2 separate regions of the Danio rerio genome follow, and region 1 is linked to region 2. A link is a contact called in public Micro-C data. All regions are on one chromosome and are shown on one strand. The core of a region is the stretch at or near the end of the contact, and the rest is flanking DNA. Distances in the headings are between cores, read along the strand shown.

Region 1 (4,709 bases), core at 1,702-4,201, 150 kb before region 2:
AACCTTATGAAAACACGTTCCACTGTCCAACATCTGGGCTGAAGCACGATTCGCTAATCAGCTCTTTCTGCAGCCTCTGTCAGTGCCTGGAGCTTTTAACAGACATCAATCACCTGCTTGTTCATTTGTTGAAGGAAACATCAACCTCAACTCAGGGATCAATTATAAAGCTTAAACCAAACACAGACTCCAAATACACCTACTTCCACACTACAAAGTGGGTAAAAAAAAAAGACATGAGTGTTTGAGGTGAATAGAATGTTAGAATTTACAGTGAAATACACGTAGTATTTATTACTTTATGAGACCACAGGAGAAAAGCTGGGAATGGCAGTAAAGTGATGTCTAGGCCACATGACAGCAGTATAGCCTATTTGAAATTCATTCAAACTACACCTATTCATAGTATTTATAATAGGGTTGAGGGGGTGATGTGATGGTATACATCAATACTGCTTAATAAACTGTCAATCATAATAGACATTTTATTCTGTGTATACCGCAACATGTAAATAAGTGGGCGTGGCTAACTCACATGCAGCACAAGAATGCAGCACTTGTAGTTTGATCAGATCAGCAATTTGAAGTGAACATTTATCTATGATCTAGATCAGTGATGCCCAAAGCACGGCCCGTGGGCCAAAGTTGGTCCATGGTAACCTTTGATTTGGCCCGCCATGCCTATGAGATCAGAGGAAGAATTATACGGATGGTTTCAAGATTGTCAATTCAAATTTAATGTAAGCCTTTGTTTGTTTTATTGTTAAAAGGTAACTGAAATAAAATGTTTCAATGAAATGATGTAAATTAATCTGATTTGGTTTAAATGTACATACTGTTATCCAACAATGCAGAGACTTTGGTGAGCAAATCAAGTCCAAGGCAGATTCTGCTTTACTAGAGAAGTCAGCATTGAACTTCACTGTGGTATAAATGCAATTATTTATGTTTTTAAGGTATCATTTAAAAGGTTATACTGCATTAGCTAATATGATTTAAAGTAATGTTCTCTGTTTATTTTGAAATATTAGGAAATAAATTAGGAAATTACCCATGGCAACTTTAATGTAATATAGTTTGTCCCTTTGACCCCCGTTTGGCCAAAACGCCATAATGATATTTAGTTTTTGGCCCTTCATATAAAAAGTTTGGGCACCCCTGATCCAGATAAAACATTTTGGATTACCGAAGCGGAACTGTGAATGTGAGTACAGAATAACTCTGTGTACAATAGTATCCTTCAGTAAATTGAACGGCCACTTCTGCAGCGCCACAGCCTCTATCGACTAATAGACTCTCCAGGGTACTAATGCCCAACCAGAAACACGACTGATTCAGATGGAAGTGCTATACACCTTACACCTTAAGGCTGATTTACACTTCTGCATTAAGCACGCATGTACTGTATGCTCCTACTCCCCCTTCGCGTGGTCGAACAGCACTCACCGTGGCTGGCGGAGAATCGCACCTCTCAAAAAAAATTTAACTACATGTCCCAACAACGCATAGCGCAAACTCTGTAATTGGTCAGCTTGATAGCTGTAACTGGTGTGGGTGGGCCAGAGAGCCACGCAAACCCATTGGAGCGATTGTTTACGAGTGCTGAGTCACCTGAAATAGCTCTAGATGGAAACTGTTTTAATTAATGTTGCACGTCCGCCGGTTCCTGCCTTCGAACCAGCGAGTTTTAGCTACTTGTAAATTAAGGTAGTGTTCAGAAAAAGAAAAAAAAAATCCACGAAGAAACACGACACAGAGAAACATAAAAATGTACTGCCAGCTAGCGTTTCGGAAGTTACAGAACACAGAGGACACAAACAACACGTAGAAGTTTAAATGCACGACTAAGTGCAAGGTAGGCACCGTGGGTCACACCGATCACTTGACACTGTAGTATAAACCAGCCTTTAGACAACAAAAATAAAATAAAATACACAAAAATACAAGAAGTTATGTCATAAAATGTCTTGTTTGATATACAGTAATATCCCTCTCTCAAGAAGTCTCCCACTGATTCTTAGTCGCTTCCAAATGAGAATTGTATTCAGGAACTGCAGTATTACGCTTACAAAATCAAGAAAAAAAATAAAATAAAGTGAATTCGATGATAGAACAAATCATCAATTGGGGTCTGATTTTAATTCATTCTGAGTAGCTACCACTTACGGGAACAAAAATCACAGTGTATTAACCCTTCACAAAAAACGCAAGCAGAAACATATCTGCATCAGCTCAGCCAAATGGAGTTTGAAAATACCAGAAACAAATCTAATATTGTGCCATATTTTAATAATCCCTACACAAGTTTCAAACCAATTGTATCACCTACTATTTAGTATGTGATTTTGGATGCAGCAATGGAGTTTTACACATTGGCCCTACCCATTGTTAAACATCTCTGATCTTAATCTCCACATCAAATATGTTTTGATTGGCTGTGTTGCATTTTTGCATACAGTGTGGACAGACATATTTCTTTGTTAGACATATTTGCAGTTAGAAACTATGCTACTAGTCTTTTTCATTAACAGACATATTGTTGGCACTTTTACAGCTGCTAACTGTGGCCTCTGGATACAGTGACACCTGAGGCTTTGTGTGTATGTTTTGCACAGGAGTGAAATGGCAAGGGGAGTTCAGGAAATAAGGGAGTTCCTGTTAGCCGAGGAGTGTTGGGTAAGAGAGAGGCCTCACGCCACTGAGACTCGGATAACAGAGCAGCGCATTACTGCTTAACCTAGATAAACTCTTTAAAAAGTCCTATAATACCGGAATGATGAATTTGATAGGTCCACGCAGGAGCTAAATATAAGTGTTATACATTTATGTGTAATTATTGGTATCTCGGGGCCTGTAAACCAACTTTAATGGCCTTAAAGCAGCAGTGTGTAATTTCTGTGCCACTAGCGGCACCGAACGGGGCTATATAATGACTGTTTAACTGTTTCCAAGGCAGGCTTCCTGAACCTTCCTTCAGTCCTCCATTGTTCTGACAAACAGGAACTTACCACTGAAGCTCACTCCATTGGTTGATCAAGAAGCAGACATGCTCAAACACAGATAGTATTTCATCTGCAATGCTACATATGTGTAACTGTCTTTCCACACTAAACCAGGTCAGTATAAAAAATTGGAATCAATTTAATCATAATACAGCAGTTTTAGATGGTTAAAAGTTTTGCTTAAGAACAGGGTTTTCTTGTATTTGAAAATGCATGCATTTTTTTTCAATACAAAGTTTTAAGTCAGTAATAAAAAAAAAATCAGCAATTAGTTTAAATTAAATTAAATTAAAAGTATTCCACAAAAATATTAAGCAACCCTCAACTTCTGTTTTTAACACTGACAATAATAAGAAATGTATGTGTGTGCTTAAAATATATTTAACTACAAAATAAACTCAACGGCCAATTTATTAGTACCGGGTTGAACCCACTTTTGCATTCAGAATTGTCTTAATTCTTTGTGGTATAGATTCAACAAGGTACTGCAAATATTCCTCAGAGATTTTAGTCTATATTGGCATGACAGCATCACGCAGTCACTGCAGATTTGTTGGGTGTACATCTATTATGCGAATCTCCCGTTCCACCACATTCCAAAAGTCTATTTCTCAACAGAAATGGACACTCATCAGTACAGGCAATGTTTTTCCAATCTTCTATTGTCCAGTTTTGGTGAGCCCGTGTGAACTGTAGCCTCAGTTTCCAGTTCTTAGCTGACAGGAGTGGCACCCGTTGTGGTCTTCTGCTGCTGTACCCATTCGCCTCAAGGTTGGATGTGTTGTGCGTTCAGAGATGCTCTTCTGCATACCTCGGTTGTAACGAGTGGTTATTTGAGTTTCTGTTGCCTTTCTATCAGCTCAAACCAGTCTGGCCATTCTCCTCTGACTTCTGGCATCAACAAGGCATTTGCACCCACAGAACTGCCACTCACTGGATATTTTCTCTTTTTCGGACCACCCTAGAGATGGTTGTGCATGAAATCCCAAAGGATCAGCAGTTTCTGAAATACTCAGACAACCCGTCTGAAACTAAAAACCACGTCATGTTCAAAGTCACTTAAATCACCTTTCTTCCCCATTCTGATGCTCAGTTCGTCTTTACGATGTCTACATGCCTAAATGCGTTGAGTCGCTGCCTTGTGATTGGCTATTTAGTAATTTGCGTTAAAGGGAAGTTGAACAGGTGTACCTAATAAAGTGGTTGATAAGCGTATAAACAATATACCTGTGAATACACTATAATCTATATCATACATATTTAATTTTTTCTACAAAACTGGATATATCCACATAACACAAATATAAAACAATAGTAATCAATAATTTTAGATAAGTCTTATATAAAAAATCTGCATATTAAAATAAAAACAGCCTTCAAATGGCATCCCAAATGCTGAGCAAAGGTAAGCATACTTTAGAGTGATTTTTTTTAGAAGTTGACTGTTGTCCTAGCCTGCCCAGAACATCAAAGCCAGTCATTACATAAAGTGTCTGAAAAGCAGTCTCTCTCTCTCTCTCTCTCTCTCTCTCTCTCTCTCTCTCTCTCTCTCTATCTCTATCTCTCTCTCTCTCCCTCATCTTAATGAGGCTCCGACTTCAGCAAAATGATGTTTCAGATATCACCTGACAGGGCAGTCCCCAAACACCCTGTTGAATCTGCATGCAATGACAGAACCACTCAAGTTTACACAAGTCAAGCAAAAGT
Region 2 (4,914 bases), core at 370-2,869:
AGAGGAGGCGGTTGAGGAGGAATCGGAAACCAGGACCCCTCCACCTGTCATGATCGAGGGCGAGGAAGCTTACCTCGTTCGAGAAGTGCTGGACTCTCGACGTCGGGGTGGCGCCCTCCAATATCTGGTGGACTGGGAAGGGTACGGTCCAGAGGAACGGTCCTGGGTGAATGCTAGAGATATTCTAGACCCAACTCTCACGGAAGAGTTTCATCAAAGGTTCCCAGAGAAACCAGCCCCCCGACAGCGCGGTAGACCCCGGCGTCAGGTGCCTTCTCGCTTCAGGAGCCGCTCGCAGGAGGGGGGTTCTGTTGTAAATGAGGGCGATGCCAACCCTCTTGTGCACCACCAGAGGGAACCATCGCCAGAATTCTGATTCGACTCACGGACTCAAAATCCCATAAGCCCTGCTACCTGGCACTGATTACGGTCCAGGTGCAACTCATCAGCTCTCGTGTATATATACCACACTCACGCTCCGGTTCGTTGCGAAGTCTTGATTTGCCTGGCTGTCATTTCTGAGCGTTCCATACTCCCTGCTTCGGACTGATCTGTGTTTCTGACCCTGTGCTTGTTCTACGATTACGAAAGACATCTGCCTGCCTCTGATCTCCAGCCTGTTATTCTGACCAGTAAGATATCTGCCTGCCTTTGAACTTGTGCCTGTCCCACGGTCTGTCTCCTGGATTGCCCCTTTGTGTTTGTTTGTATGTGTGCTCTTAATAAAGCTTGCAAATGGATTCAATGCCTTCTGACTCATCACAACAGTATGTTAGAAACCGGTAAACCGAATATGTTAGAAACCGATACTATGAACAATGATGATACAAATATGATACTAGTACAAATACTATGAATGTCAATATTTACCGGTTTCCAACAATTTTCAAAATAACTTATTTAGATTTTAAAAGAAAAAAGGAACTAAAACAGGCTGTGAAAAGTAAAGGATGAGTATATGATGATTGTCAGTTTTGGGTGAACTATCCGTTTATGTAACATCATTGTTCACCTTTAACAGAAGATGTTTTCTTTTCTTCAAGATAGCAATAATCAAATGATAGCGCTAGTGATCTAAACAATTTTATATTGATCCACATAACCTTTTTAAGTCTATTGATTGTTGGTTCTTAAATCAGACATTCTCTAACCTCTCAGAGGCACGGCGTTTTGACATTGAAAGCTTTTCTAACAAACCTTGACATTCATCTTTTACATTTCACTTTAAATCATTGATGTTGGTAATTGCTAGCCAATACACAACAAATGATCCCATGTTTGGATTACACAATGTTGAAGTGAAAATAAAGTTGGCATTTAAATGTGTTCACTGCGTGTTGCATAAACGCAGCATCCCTTACATCACTTGATCATGCAATAAGTGCATTAGGACTTTCAATTGCTGCATAAAACGCAGTCCGGGGCTGCATTGCGGGGGAAATGAGCCTCCTTCTCAGGAAATAAATGAAGCCCTTGTGTGAGAATGACCAGCATTTTCTCAGAGCCTTTAGATGTGTATCGTATTACTGGAGAACTGGCATGAGCAGACAGGTTGAGACTGAGAAATACCTTCCTGTTCATGACATCATGTAGCAGAGAACTTCAGAGGGCAAGGGCTTGAGTTTAGGCATGCAGTATCTGTATTTGTGATTCATAAGGGAAATGAGAGGAGGGCCGCGGGCTATGTATACATGCTACTTTGATTTTGGATTTCCATCTCTCCCTGTGGTCGCTGAGGCAGGGTGACACTGGATGGAAATGTTTGATGCAATAGTCTCTCGCTGTTTTATTCCCTCTGCTCAAACATTTGAATAAAATGACCATGGCTATTTGAATAAATGGAATGTGTAGTACAACTCTGATTCTTAGGAAAAACTGCTCAGTTGTTACAAAGTGTTACCTTATTGTATCTGTACTGTATTGTATCTCCAAGTAAGCCAATACTTCCTCCAGTACCCCTTAAAAAGGAAGCATGATGTCCCTGATCACAATACATTGCAGGAATACACCTGACAAATTGTCTGCATGCGTGAGTGTGTATTTGAACTGATCTGGCCACACCTACAGCTGGAAGTTAATGTGGAATTTGAAAAGGAATGGCAAGCCACACTAATATGCATGTCTGTAGGCAACATTTCAGTCTATATACAGTTTGTAAACTGTTAATGCACTTCATATATATATATATATATATATATATATATATATATATATATATATATATATATATATATATATATATATATATATATACACACAGTTGAAGTCAGAATTATTAGCCTCCCTGTTTATTTTTTCCCCAAGTTTTTTTCAACACATTTCTAAACATAATAGTTTTAATAACATATATCTAATAGCTGATTTATTTTATCTTTGCCATGATGACAGTAAATAATATTTGACTAGATATTTTCCAAGACACTTCTATACAGCTTAAAATGACGTTTAAAGGCTTAACTTGGTTAATTAGGTTAACTATAGGCAGGTTAGGGTAATTAGGCAAGTTATTGTATAATGATGGTTTGTTGTGTAGACTATCAAGAAAAAAATATTTAGCTTAAAGGGGCTAATAATTTTGACCCTAAATGAATTTTTAAAAATTTATTCTAGCCAAAATAAAACAATTAAGACTTTCTCCGAAACAAAAAATATTATCCGACATTGATCAGTGAACATTTCCTTGCTCTGTTAAACATTATAAAAATTCTGATTCAACTTTATAAGACCATTAGGAATGAAATTTAAGACTTATGAAGGGCTAAACACCAAGGATTTTTTCTAATGGGTCGGTTACTTCTGTAAATAGTTTTTGTGTTATTGGAAGATCATGTAAAGGGATGTGTTGCTTTAGTTTTCTTTCCCTGCTTAGGGAATTTATTTTAGAGAATTTGCTGTAAATTTAATCTAACAGATCTAACAAATGTTGTAAATTGTATCTCTTTGCAATAAAAACTTGGACATAGGAAAATTAAGACCTGTTTAACATGATTTAAGACCTACAACACAATATTAAAGTGAATTTAAGACTTTTTAAGGTTTACGCATTTTAAATATTAAATGCAGATTTATAATATCATTGTATATAAAAAAAATTTGAAGAGTTCTTATTTTAATAATTAATTTATGATTTGAGTAAAATGTGTTATTCTAGAAACTACCGATGACATTTCTTTACATTTAAAAAAAAATGCTGTCATTTATAGCTTTTTGTGCATAAAATATCAAAAAGATGCTATGTTTTTACACATCACAACACTAATGTTTTAACTTCAGAAAAGTTACAAAATAAATATTTGCATATTTGAATACAGTTTGAATATCTGAAGAGTTTCATTCACAACAATTGAACACATCTGTTAATGTGACAAACTGCTCTTTTTTGGGAAAACGTAAAATTTGAAAGAAATGTTAGCCACCTTTTATAAAGGAAAACTTTTAACACAATTTTAACATTTTATTCAAACCCATACTGAAACCAATTAATCCAGAGACACAAATGTTCCTATTTTCAAATTATATTTCAATGTTATTGTTTATAAGTGTATATTTGCAAAGATATATACATTTTTAAAGATACAGAACATTTTTATTGTGATGTCCAAAATAAATATAAACATGTCTTAAACCATGACATCGTTTTGATATTTTATGCACAAAAAGCTATAAATGATGGCATTTTCTATTTTAAATCGGGAAGAAATGTCATCAGTAGCTTATAGAATAAACCATTTTATTCAATCAAATTTTACATTCTGTCTTGACAAAGTTTTCTTGTATAATTGAAAAACAGTTTCAACCCCACTTCAAATTCAACTCAAGCTCATTTCCATTCAAAAGAATATCTCAATTCCAATCTGAATTACAGCCAACACTAAAACGGAACTTAAACAAATTCTGACTTGTTTCTGAACACGCCAAAGGCCTCAACAACGATGGAAAAGTTCAACCAACATCAATATAACTTGATAAAACAAACGCGATAACCTTGAGACAGAAGTCCTGGACTCTGCCTTGTGAGTCCAGGCATGTTTCACAAGCACAACAAGTGGGCGCTTCAATTGGGCAATTAGAAGACGAGTGGCATGAAAACATGCTAATGAAGTTAATCCTTCAAAGCAGTGATGGCTCTCAGGCACTGATGACAGGGATGCTAATGCCTCCCACTGACTGGGTTGGGGGAGACGTGCTGTACAAAAGACTGTTCTGCAGTCTTCGAGATTGTGTCATTGTGTGGGTTGAAATTAACTTGCACTCAATTCCCAATGAGGGTGGTCTTCCCTCTGTACACGGCTCGACATGAAAAAAGGAACTGCCTAACGGATCCCACGCAAGCTGTAATAGATAAGTTGTGTAAGGCGCGAGAGAAATGACATGGTTTAAATATATTAGCAGGGCACCATTGTTCCATTTTGATTTTCTCTTGAAGAATACATCTGGGTGCTAATTCATATTGCTTTTGACTGACCTGAAATTTCTAGGATGAACTATTATATATTGCTAGGAACTCTTAAAGGAACACTACTTTTTTAGAAAATAGGCTCATTTTACAACTTTTAGACATTTAAACATTTGAGTTTAACCATTTTTAAATCAATTCAACCAATCTGGCAGGAACACTTTTAGCTTAGCTTAGCATAGGTCATTGAATTGTATTAGACCATGAACATCTTACTCAAAAATGACCAAAGAGTTTCAATAATTGTAATATTTAAAGCTTGAATCTTCGTGACCAATGGAAAGTGAAAAGTTGCTAGTTTTTTTGAGCGAGATGCTAATTGTCTAATCTGATTTAATTATCTATGCTAAGCTAAGCTAAAAGTGCTCCATCAGACCCAAAAGATTGGCCTAATAGATTCAGAAATGAAGAAACTCGACTGTTTAAATAGGGCAGTTGTAAGATTAGCCTTTTTTATT

Evidence for each region. A called contact is a pair of places that touch in the nucleus more often than the background predicts.
Region 1: a contact with region 2 is called in a Micro-C map of caudal fin, with 4 times the contacts expected there. The contact joins two enhancer-like sites. A contact is called at or near these places in 1 of 18 Hi-C or Micro-C datasets (caudal fin) and 1 of 4 datasets of contacts at active chromatin or transcription factors (caudal fin).

What each region holds. Positions count from the first base shown.
Region 1 is chr13:33,842,938-33,847,646 of GRCz12tu, reverse strand. It overlaps a transcript of zmiz1a not described here. Among named protein-coding and RNA genes, the nearest start is that of zmiz1a, 55 kb to the left of the region's middle. Within about 2 kb of position 2,951, at least 20 of the 62 cell types and tissues checked have an H3K27ac peak or open chromatin away from gene starts, as enhancers often do. A contact at or near this core is called in caudal fin, where this site is marked.
Region 2 is chr13:33,695,391-33,700,304 of GRCz12tu, reverse strand. No RefSeq gene overlaps it. Among named protein-coding and RNA genes, the nearest start is that of rps24, 76 kb to the right of the region's middle. Within about 2 kb of position 1,619, at least 10 of the 62 cell types and tissues checked have an H3K27ac peak or open chromatin away from gene starts, as enhancers often do. A contact at or near this core is called in caudal fin, where this site is marked.